2 separate regions of the Gossypium arboreum genome follow, and region 2 is linked to region 1. Evidence: chromatin contacts called from public Hi-C data. All regions are on one chromosome and are shown on one strand. Each heading gives the region's core, a stretch centred on a gene start, on an enhancer-like site or on the middle of the called end of the contact. The rest is flanking DNA. Distances are from core to core; before and after follow the strand shown. Region 1 has its middle 14 kb from the start of LOC128290246. Region 2 holds the start of LOC108484043 (cyclin-D3-1-like).

Region 1 (5,546 bases), core at 1,867-4,366:
CATATTAGTAATACGCTAATAGTATTGCATTCTAATACTTAGTTCTCAAATTTTCATACTCAAATTTCCATTTCTCCAATTATGTCATAGTCTACCAGGCTTGATTATGAGATTCTTTTTAATTTCTCTTTTATTTTTTTTTTGCCAAAGAAGTAAAAAGGGGTTTGTCATTACCTTCCATCAATTTTTCAATGCATTTTTACCAAAAAAAAAAAAAAAGTTAACATATAAGTTGGTATCTAAAAATGGTATCTAAACTATTTCTTTTTTTTTAAATTAGTACCTCCGTTAATCAAATCGTTAACTCTACTTAAAAAAGGCTTAACCTACAAATTGGTATCTAATTTTTTTTTTCATTTTTGCACCTAAATTTTATTTTCGATTACAAGTGGTACTTAAACTAACTTTTTTTTCCCAAATTGGTACCTCTATTAGTTTAATAGTTTGTTAAACAGTTAAGTCTATTTCAATAAAAAAAGATAAACACTTAAAAATTGACATAAGGAAAAAAAGAAAAAAAATATTATTTTCTCTTACATATGTATATATTCATTTTATTTTTTATTTTTATTTATTCAGAATCAAACTGATGGTTGAACTGGTCAAGCCACGAATTCCAGTTTTGATCAAATACTGAAAAACCATAAAAACAAAAATAAAATAAAAATGAAGAAAATCGGTTTAACCAATCTGTATCAATTCATCCCTTATCTTCGAACTAGTACCTTGATCGACTGATTCAGTTTGGTTCTAAAATGCTAATTTTGATTGATGAAATAACTTTTTTCGGTCTTGTCAGGTTGAGCATGCAAGCAGTGAAGTTTGAAAATAGAATTAATCACTGACCTTGAGAGGTCAAATTTTGAGTATTGTTGGTATTTCCAAACATTATAAAAGAAGAAGAAAGGAAAACAAAAAGAAAAATAAGAAAAAAAAAAGAAAAAATAATGTAAAAGAAAAAAAAGTGAAATCAAATAATTAAAAATATTTTTAAGTTTATTCATTGAAATTTTTAACTAATATAACATTTTGGTGTAAAATGAGTAACAAAATAATAGTTTAGGTACTACTTGTGACAAAAAAATATTTAGGTATCAAAATGAGAAGAAAAAAAACATAATTTAAGTACCAAGGTATCAACTTGGGGAGAAAAATACTTTAGGGATCGCTTATGACCAAAAAAGGGTTTAAGTACCCAAATGGAAAAAAAGTATAGTTTAAGTATCAATTTGTGTCAAGTAAAAAAAATTATGCACTATCAATTAGGGGTAATATTAGTTCCGTTTGGTTAGATTTTTTGGATTTTTTGAACTATCCATTATAATACGGTTTGGTTTGGTTCAATTTTTAGTTTACCATATTAATTATTTGTTTTGGATTTTTAGACTTATATTGACAAAATGAACTTTGTCTTATGCCTTTATTTCAATGTTATTTGACAAAATTTCAAAAATTCATAAAAATTTTTAAAAGACAATAAATTTTCAAGAACTTTTAAATCATTTTCACTATTTTAAATATAAAATATTTATATTTATATAATAAAGAATAGAATTCGATTAAACTTCAAGCAATTGTCATTTTTAAATTTATATTTCATAAACCCAAGTAACCTAATTCGGGTTAATTTTCCATTTTTCTTCGGAAAATGATACAACAACTTAAAAATTACTCAAGTAGAGTACTTATTTCCAACTTTGAAATGTCAATTAACATTTGTTCAAAAGAAAAATGCCATTTAACGTCTTTCATAAAGCCTTTGAAACTTCAAAAAAGTTGAATGGATTAACCAATAACCATGGATTAGGGGTAAAGGTGCAACTTATGCTATAGCCCATAGAGCATAGACCCCAAAATTCATTTAGGAGAAAGTAGATGGGGACTTTCGGCTGAAGAGAGAATTTAGAAATGTTAAAGCAAAACTTGGTTTGACTATAATTTCTTTTAGGCCCATCAATTGTTGCAAATGGCTAACATTAACGTGCACCAACTATCACACTATATGTGTAGACCCAAATCTCTTGGACTTGGTTACCCGCCCACACAACTCGCCTAAGTGAGGTTTTTGGAATTTTTCCAATAGTTTATTATAATTTAGTTTGGTTTGATTCTCACTTGTCTCATATTAACCTTTTCTTGTTTTGTATTTTTAATTTTATTTTAGTAAAATGAGTTTTTTTACAGCTTTTGAATTTTATTTGACAAAGTTTTAAAATTATTTTCATAAATATTTTTAAAGAATAATAAATTTTCAAGTAAATAAAAAAATCAATAACTTTTATATGATATATTTTAATATATATATATTAAGTTATTTTCACTATTTTAAACATAAAATATTTATTTTTTATTATCAAAATTATTTGGGTGGTGCTCTGAGATCCTTGGTGTCAGCTTGTAAAATAAATAGTAAATATTTATTAGTACATAAAATGTAATACTTCTTTTAAACGAGAATAACCTAAACTTGTAGACATAATATGCTCACGAGTTCAACTTGAAATATTATACAAAATTTAAAAGGTGAGATGATTGCCAAAATGATCCATACAATCAATTTTAACTCTTCCTAAAGTATTACTTTTTTTTTTTTATAGTGTATACGCGATGGAGGTTTTTTAACTTATGAAATTGTCATTAGTCTCATTTATTTATTTATTTTAATTTTTAATATCAATTATGATAAACTCAAGTGAGAATGAGTAAATGGAAACAGATAGGAGATAGTGAGATACATTGAGATGTTGGGCATTAATGTTATATAAGTTGGATGGATATTTAGAAGTTGTTATCCATTGGTTCAAATGCAACCAAAATAGAATGATGTTCATACCCTTATCATTACATTCAACTCCAACATCAATTCCAGTCTCCTCTGAACATAAGAGATAGGGTAGGGTTGCACACTGTGGGTTTTGCCAAATTAGACCCAGAGATTGGTTGGTTTTTGCCGCCAATATTAAATGACTTGGGTGGCAGTATTGACCCCCTAATGCCCTAAACCAAGAAAAAAAAAATCTACCAATGGTCCTTTCTTTCTGCCCATATAGGGGTAGTTGAGGCCTAAATTTCATTGACATATAGCTTGTATTGGCTTTTAACGGTAATCCCATAAGACTCCACTGCCAACTAGGGTTGAAATTCAGCCTAAATTTTGCAGGTAAGAATAGGACCACTGTACCCCCAACTATGTCACAAACACTTATTGACTGCCATTGGCTTTTCTTTTGATCTTTTCCTCACTGTTTAATACAAACTCTTGATTAGTTTCAAATGCTGTCTAAGCAGCTAGATCAGCATCAAAATGATTTAACATTAAATTTTGGCACCAGTGGTTCATGTGTCCATTTCTTATATTGTCCACATCAGTGTTTGAATCTAGTGACTTTGGCGTGGTTCATTCAATAATTTTTGGCCAAGGCTTTTGAGGTCCCCAAGTTCGACCATTCTTTGAAAACACATTTTCCATCAAAAGATCGAATAAATTTATCCTTGCATTAATACTACTACTACTTACGTACGCATGTTAAAGCATTACAATGAGTTCATGAGCCGTCCACATTAGGAGTTTGATTGTATATAATCGACATAGCACAAATTACAATAGGCAAAGTTAATTGCAAAAAAACAGAGGGCCAAACCTATACTAGATTAGAATTGGCAACGTACATAGATGGCTGCATTAGGCTGCAGGTTTACAGTTTCTTCCGCCGCCCTTCAATAACATCGTATGCGACATATATTATATCATGATAGTAGTGCCAACCATTGAAATGTTTGGGAGAAAGAACAAACTACAAAGGGTAATTAAATGCCAACATTTTGGTTCAAAATTTGTGGGCTGAAACTATAATATTGAAAACAGTTATCCTCGTTTACATGTTCTCCGCCTTAAATTTAATCCAAATTAGGTTGAATTTGTTTTATTGAAAATGACTCTTAGAAAATAATTTATTTTTTTGAAAAAGTTAAATATTTTCTGGTGTTTGGATGAATCTGTATAAAATATTTTTGTTGTTTGGCAGATTTCTTGAAAATATTTCATGAAAGTTGTTTTTAATGAAACAAACATACATTTAAGATTTATAATAAGTAGTGAATTGATTACAAAGTGATATTAAGGTGAAATTAAGGTGAAATTATAGTAAATAATGAATCTTCATGATGTTAAAGATTAAATTGTAAACTTTGTGAAATTTATAATTAAAACAAGAGAAGTGATATGCATGAAAATTTGTTATGTAAAATAAGATATTATAATGAATTATTTGATTAAAGTGTTTATATGGTGAAAAATAAATTACATGGCAATAGGGACTAAATTGAAAAATGTACAAAAATTTAAGTGTGAAACAATTTAATATGTGACTAAAGAAATTATGGTAAAAGTTTAATGAATATGTTATGAGATGATGAAATATGCATAAAGTATTGTAAAAGTGAAATTGTGGAAAAATATGGAATTTTTATGATGACAAGGACTAAATTGTTAAACTTGAGAAAATATGTGGATGAAATAATAGAAATGAAATACAAAGAAATTTGATATATGAAACAAGATATTGAGGCAAATTATGTGATTAAAGTGTAACAAGAAAGAAAATTAATTTAATATGATTAACTAATGAATATTGAATTTTTATGACAAAAGGACTAAATTAAAAGTTATGAAAATTTATAAGAAAATATTTGATAAGTGAAAAATATAGTAGAGAATATAACATCCCGGTACTTTAACCCGATGTTCGTGATAAGTATGATGGTATTACAATAAATGAACTTTATTAATTTAAAAAATGAATTACAAAAAATTTAATAAAACATTCTACAAGAATAAAAAATAAGTTTACGTTGATTGAAAAACTTTTAACATTGATCATCTTATTTTATATTAAACAAACTTCGAAAAATACTAAAATAATTTTTGCAAGAATTTTTACATTGAAACAAGTCGAGTTTTGTTTATCAAACAGAGTCTGACAAACTAAAATAATTAAATGGCAGTGACCGTGCAGGCTTCAGCCCCACAGCCACAAATATACAAGGACTGGAAATGACGATTAATCATTTAGGCAGACGATAGACAGATGGAGGAGAGTGATAAGTCAATGTATATCCTTTGATGAAAAGAATGAAGTTTACAAGGTTAATAAAGCCTGGGTTCTATTAAGGTTTTAAAATTACAACTCATTAATGCTGAACAGGTCGAAAAGGACGAAATTGAGCTTAGAGAAGTTTACTAGATTTTCTCAAATTTTATTTTTTATTTATTTTTAAAAAATATTTTAATCATGAATAATTGGAAGTAAAAGACTTGAAAAACAATATATATAATACAAATAATAAGTAAGACATTACAAATTAATGCATAAATATGCTCGCTAAAGGAGAAAAATAAAATAATACTATCTGCAATAATAGAAGAATTTGGAAACAAGCTAGAGATATATTACTTTTTATCAAATCGTCAAAAATTGCACCATAATCCTCTTAATTAACATCAATCAATCAAAAATTACTACCAAAATCCAAATGAACCCACCACA
Region 2 (5,546 bases), core at 1,613-4,112, 58 kb after region 1:
TTTCATTGTGAAAAGAGTGAGCTGTCTCTCATTGACTTCAGCTTTGAGGATTGGAGTCCCCCATCGGTCCCTGCATTCAGATTTGGCATTTGAAACCTTATGGTTTAGGTGAGCGGTCGAGATCCCAGACCTCACATCACTTCCATTTGCTGACCAAAACCTGATTCAAATCACCTTAATCTACATTTCTACTCCATCCCAAGTCAATGCAATAATTTCTAATAGAAGGCGAAAGTATTATGAAAATTCTTATACTAAAATTTAAAGTACATTTTAATTTTTATATTAAATTGATTTTTAAATAGATAGATCAAAATACAATCTAATTCTTAATAAATAGTCTTCCATAATATTTTTATAAAAGAAAATTGAAATCACAAAATATCCATTAGTTATAGTGATTACTATTTAAGACAAAAACCCAAGAAAGGAAATGTAAAGTAAAATGGGTGAGACTATGGTATTTTTAATTTTATACTAGGATATAGGAGGATGGACGGTGTTTACAGCTGTTGTCTGACTCCAGCTTCAGTAAGTTGGTGACCACCAGGGGGGGCTAAAATTTTCAAACGAAAAAGGGCTCTTCCAACGAGATCAAACACCCAAAATTATAGTCACGAAATTTACTCTAAACTCACCAGTGGCCGACAACATGTTCCTCTCTTCACATGCAAACAAAAATTCTTCTTCTTATGTGTGTGTACTTTCAATCCTCCCGCTCTTCTATTCCATTCCGCCACTGCGTTTACATTTAAATACACATACCTACAAATATATACATACGTACATACATACATGCATGCATACCCTTCGTATGTATTTCAATCTTGTGTAAGAAATAAAAAACAAGAAGACCCGTTTTCTTTCTTTTCTAAATTATATATATTAAAACGAAGTGCTGAAATTAACATTATGTTCATAGTAGAACAAAAAAAAGCCTAAGCATTAATGCATGGACTCTGCATTTCATATTTGTTTGGTTTTTTTACTTGATTTAATTTCCGGATAAAATGCAAACCATCTCTGATTCTAGATTTCCTCACCAATCGACTCAAGATGCAGAGATGGTAAGCAATTTAACTTTGCATCATGGAAAAAGAACAGCAATATTATTACAAGGACTAATTATTTTTGTAGTCTGATATTGAAAAGAGGGAATTCAGTGAGGAATGGTGAGAAAATCTGAAGGAGCATGGTGGGATAGCCTTTCCAGAAGCTGGTCTTGTTGAGTTCTGGTCTTCTTGGACATAGGCTCAGGTGATGAAGACACTGATGCGGATGATGCCACAGCCCAGGAATCGTTTGAGCTATCGGAACTAAACGAGACATCCATTACCCCATTTGGGCTCCCTGGGATGGAACTAAACCTGCGCTTGTTTGATTGGTTGCCTTCTACTCTTGTTGTTGCCCATTCCATTATCAACTCACCGCATTCATTTACCTTCTCCTGCTTTACAAGTTGAATTGGGAAAATTAGGATCAGGCTGAATTTTGCATAGAGAAATTTTAGAAAAATTGGAGATGGACAATACCTTGTCAATTCCCAGGATGCCTAATATCTGGTTGTAGTATTCTACTCTAAGATTTGGCTCTACACTATCCACAACATGCAGCATTGTAGAAGTGGCCATTACAGAAGGAAGGTAGCACATGAACCTAGAATCTGCCCATGGAATTTAATAAAAGAATTTGAGAATAAAAAGATGAAAATTTAAGGCAACAGATTACAGAGTGCATCCAATTAACCTGAAATGAGAGAGAGCAGAATGCGGTGGCATCTCCTAAGAAATTCCCAGCAGAGATGGTCCTTTAATCCAAGCCTCCTGGTAATGTAATCAAGGAATGAAAATGGGGTGACAGGGTTCATCTTCCATTGAAGGGAAGAGAGCACCAAAATCTCCATTCTTTGGATAGTTTTGGCCTCAAACACATATCTGGTCTCCTCCACCTGAACAGATTAACATCTATGAGACCAAGCAAATGAATAGAATGACAACAAACTTGGCTATTAACCAAACATATGTACTTGTAAATCCAGTAGGAGAGGCACTTGGGTTTCCTCCACTTTGGCTGCAAGAGAAAGACAAGCAACAGCAGCTAGTTGAGTCATCCATGGCTTCTCACTTTGAAACCGGAAGCTAAACAAGAACCTATCGAGATAGTTGACAGCAAGAAGAGCAGTGAGAGCAGAGAAGGAATAGTGAGCACTGACTTTCAACACCCATTCCACAGCTTCACGGCGAGCCCCAGCTAGATTCCCATTGGTTTGAAGACTATCGTACAGTTGATTCCGTTCTTCCTTTGTAAATAAAGAAGAAAGCTCATCATCTTCCCAGAACAAATCTTGTTCTAACAAGATCGGAAAAGGGTTTAATTGATTATCATTATCATTATCATTAATCCCATTATTGAAGCAACGCTCATCTTCATCCTCCTCCCAGTTTTCTTCTGAACAATAAAGAGCATCGAGAACAAATGAAGAGTGTTGATGATTGAAAGCCATTTGTTCCACCAAAAAAGAAAAAACACCGCCACTCCTATTCAGATCTTTGCTTCCATTATAGAACAGAGAAGAAGATGAAGAAGAAGAAGAAAGAGAGGCTAGAAGACAGAGGCAGAGGCATGTCTCTGAGGGGTGAGCAGTAGGCTAAGGACGAGTATTTGTTTTGAGGGATGGGTAGGCTCTAATGGCTGCTCTGCTCAGCATCAAAGGATGGGGGTAGTACTTAGTACAACTTAAGTAGTAGGGAATCGGAGGAAGAAAAGTTTTGTAATTTAACAAGGGAAACTCGACCCAGTCCCAGAGCTGAATCATGGCCCATGCAACGCATTTACCGGACACGTGACATTCTTTACCTTCACTCTCTGCAATTGGACCCCATTCATATTTCACGTTACAAACTTATATCATGATTGTTAATTTTGTTGTGATAAACATTTATAATAATATAGGAAATTAACTTTTTATAATTATTTTTTCTGGAGTTTTAATAATTTATATTTGTAATATGTAAAATAAATAAAGTGAGATAAATAAAAAAGGGTGAAAGGATGCCAATGTACACAATCCACGAGACAAGAAAATAACCTCCGAACTATTAGTTCTTAGATTTTTGCCAACTAGTCTTTAGAATTTAAATAGTTTTTATTAATTTAATTTCTTAAAATAATTTAATATTTCAATCTTAATAACTTAGGTTTGAGCAATTTTCTATAATAAAAAGAAATAGGTGTGATTGATTTTTTTGAATTAAAATATGATGAGTTGGAGTTGATTTTAGGTTTTGGAACTCTCAATGGCTGGGTGAGAATGAAGGTTGTGGGCATTTGCTTTTCTTTTATTTGATTTGAGTGGGGAAGATAGAGGAATATCATTTATGGTAGCTCTGAAAAAAAGGCTGTCAAACTGTTTTGTGTTGCAGGGGAAAATTCATAAAAATTGACAACTGGGTGGGAGGGAAACAAAATTTTATCACAACAAAACAAATGGCCATTTTACTCAAAAAGGCCCTTTAAAAAATATAATTACGGAAATGGGTCGTCTGTTGGATTTTTTATCAGATTAGGCTGTTTTTCACAAAAACGCGTTCACATAAGCGCGATTTCAGAGTACGTGTCAGCAAAACGTTTCCCTAGGGGAGCACTTTGTCCATGTCAGCACAAAACTCGTTTTTAAGGGCGCGCTTTGCTTACATGGACAAAACGCTCCCCTAAGGGTAGTGTTTTGCCTATTTTTTTAGGGTTAGAGTTTTATTATTTAATTGATTTAGGGTTAAGGTTTTTTAGAATTTAGGGTTAGGGTTTTTTTAAGTTAAGGTTTTTTAGGGTTTTAAGGTTTAGGGGTTTTAGGAAAAAAATTAATTGAATTGGGTTATAAATTAACAATTAATTTTAAATACTAAATATTAAATTAGAGTTTAGGGTATTAGGGTTAATTGATTAAATTAGGGATTGATTTAGGGTTTAGGGTTAATCGATACATAATGGTTTAAACATACTATTTTAATATTTTATTTCTTATAATGTTTTAGTAAAAAACCCTTAAATAACTCTTAACGTATAAACAACAACTTGGTAATTCGATTACTTCAGCGTTTAGGTTTTTTTCCCTTATCAATGGCTTAGATCATTTTATTTTTGATCACCGGCTAAGTTTCTTTTACTTTGTAACAAGCTCATTTCTGATTTTTTTAATTATTAATTTCCAATATACATACACGAAAAAAAATTCTCAAAGATAACATGATTGCAACATATATACATACTGGCGCTATGCTAAGTTTAAGGTTTTGAGAAAAATTAATTGAATTAAGATTTAGGGTTCTAAGATTAATTCATTAAATTAACTATTAATTTTAAATACTAAATTAAAGTTTAAGGTATTAGGGTTAATTTATTAAATTAGGGTTTAGTTTTTTAAAATAAATTTGTGTTTAGGGTATTAGAAAAAAACATATAAGAAATATAATTTTTTTTTGTCTTAGGGTTTAAGGTTTAGGGTTTCAGCAAGAATAATTATGAGCAGACGTTTCTGAACAAATAGTGTCGAAAAATGCTTCAAGCAGGATGCACTGTCAGCAAAATTTTTAGAAAAAGCTCTCATATGGACGCTCTTTTGCTACAGCAGTTCGTAGAAAAATAATTCTGAGTAAACATTTCTGAACAAATAATGTCGAAAACGCTTCAAGCAGGATGCACTGTCAGCAAAATTTCTGGAAAAAGCTCCCATGTAAATGCTCTTTTACTACAGTAGTTCGTAGAAAAATAATTCTGAGTAGACGTTTCTGAACAAGTAGTGTAAAAAACGCTTCAAGTAGGATGCACTGTTAGCAAAATTTCAAAAAAAAAGCTCCCACGTGGACGTTCTTTTGCTACAGTAGTTCGTAGAAAAATGAGGCTATAAATGAGCCAAATTTTATTCTCAGGTTGCATAACTTACAACAAAAAAATTAGAGAGGTTAAGAAGAAAAGAAATTGAAGATTAGTGAACGTATTAGTGCTGTTATTTATTATGATAGTGAGGTTTGTAACACCGAGAACGGTGTTTTTTTATCGGAGAACACAACGAGACTGGTTTTTAAGCAGAACATAGATTTGACAGAACTTCGTAAGAGAATTAGGCACAAAATCTTTGGAACGACGCCAGTGAAAGTTTTGTCTATTAAGTATCGATTTTGTGCTTCAGTTGATCCTATGACATATGACTCATTCGACATCAAATTCGCTTGTAGCTTGGAGGTAATGGGCAGACTCATTTCGCTAGTGAATCACCATATCTTGAGTTATATGTACAATTTTCATCGCCAAATGATGCATTTGCAGCTTCAACATTTACTACTGGTCGAGACGAATACACGACCTCTGCCCGACACTCTGTTAGTAGGTGGCAAAACACGAAAGTGTCTGTGTTTAGTAGCAGTATGGAATACCCAACCCCTGCACGACATTCCGTTAGTGGATGAGACATGCACCTCAGTAGGTCGATGTTTAATGCTGGAAATACGTACAGGGGAATGGCATCAACTTCTAGTGGTTGGCAATTCACA

What was found. Hi-C and Micro-C count contacts between places; a contact is called where the count stands out from the background.
Region 2: a Hi-C map of leaf shows a contact between it and region 1, with 2.0 times the contacts expected there. The contact joins the promoter of LOC108484043 here to the enhancer-like site in region 1. A contact is called at or near these places in 2 of 5 Hi-C or Micro-C datasets (both in leaf).

Annotation. Positions count from the first base shown.
Region 1 is chr3:113,747,050-113,752,595 of ASM2569848v2, forward strand. No RefSeq gene overlaps it. Among protein-coding and RNA genes, the nearest start is that of LOC128290246, 14 kb to the left of the region's middle. Within about 2 kb of position 3,117, at least 1 of the 2 cell types and tissues checked has an H3K27ac peak or open chromatin away from gene starts, as enhancers often do. A contact at or near this core is called in leaf, where this site is marked.
Region 2 is chr3:113,805,576-113,811,121 of ASM2569848v2, forward strand. It overlaps LOC108484043 (cyclin-D3-1-like), which reads right to left and starts at 2,863. Exons shown (of 4, transcript XM_017787659.2): 1 at 2,027-2,863; 2 at 1,747-1,948; 3 at 1,533-1,663; 4 at 859-1,447. The coding sequence starts at 2,503. The coding sequence ends at 1,160.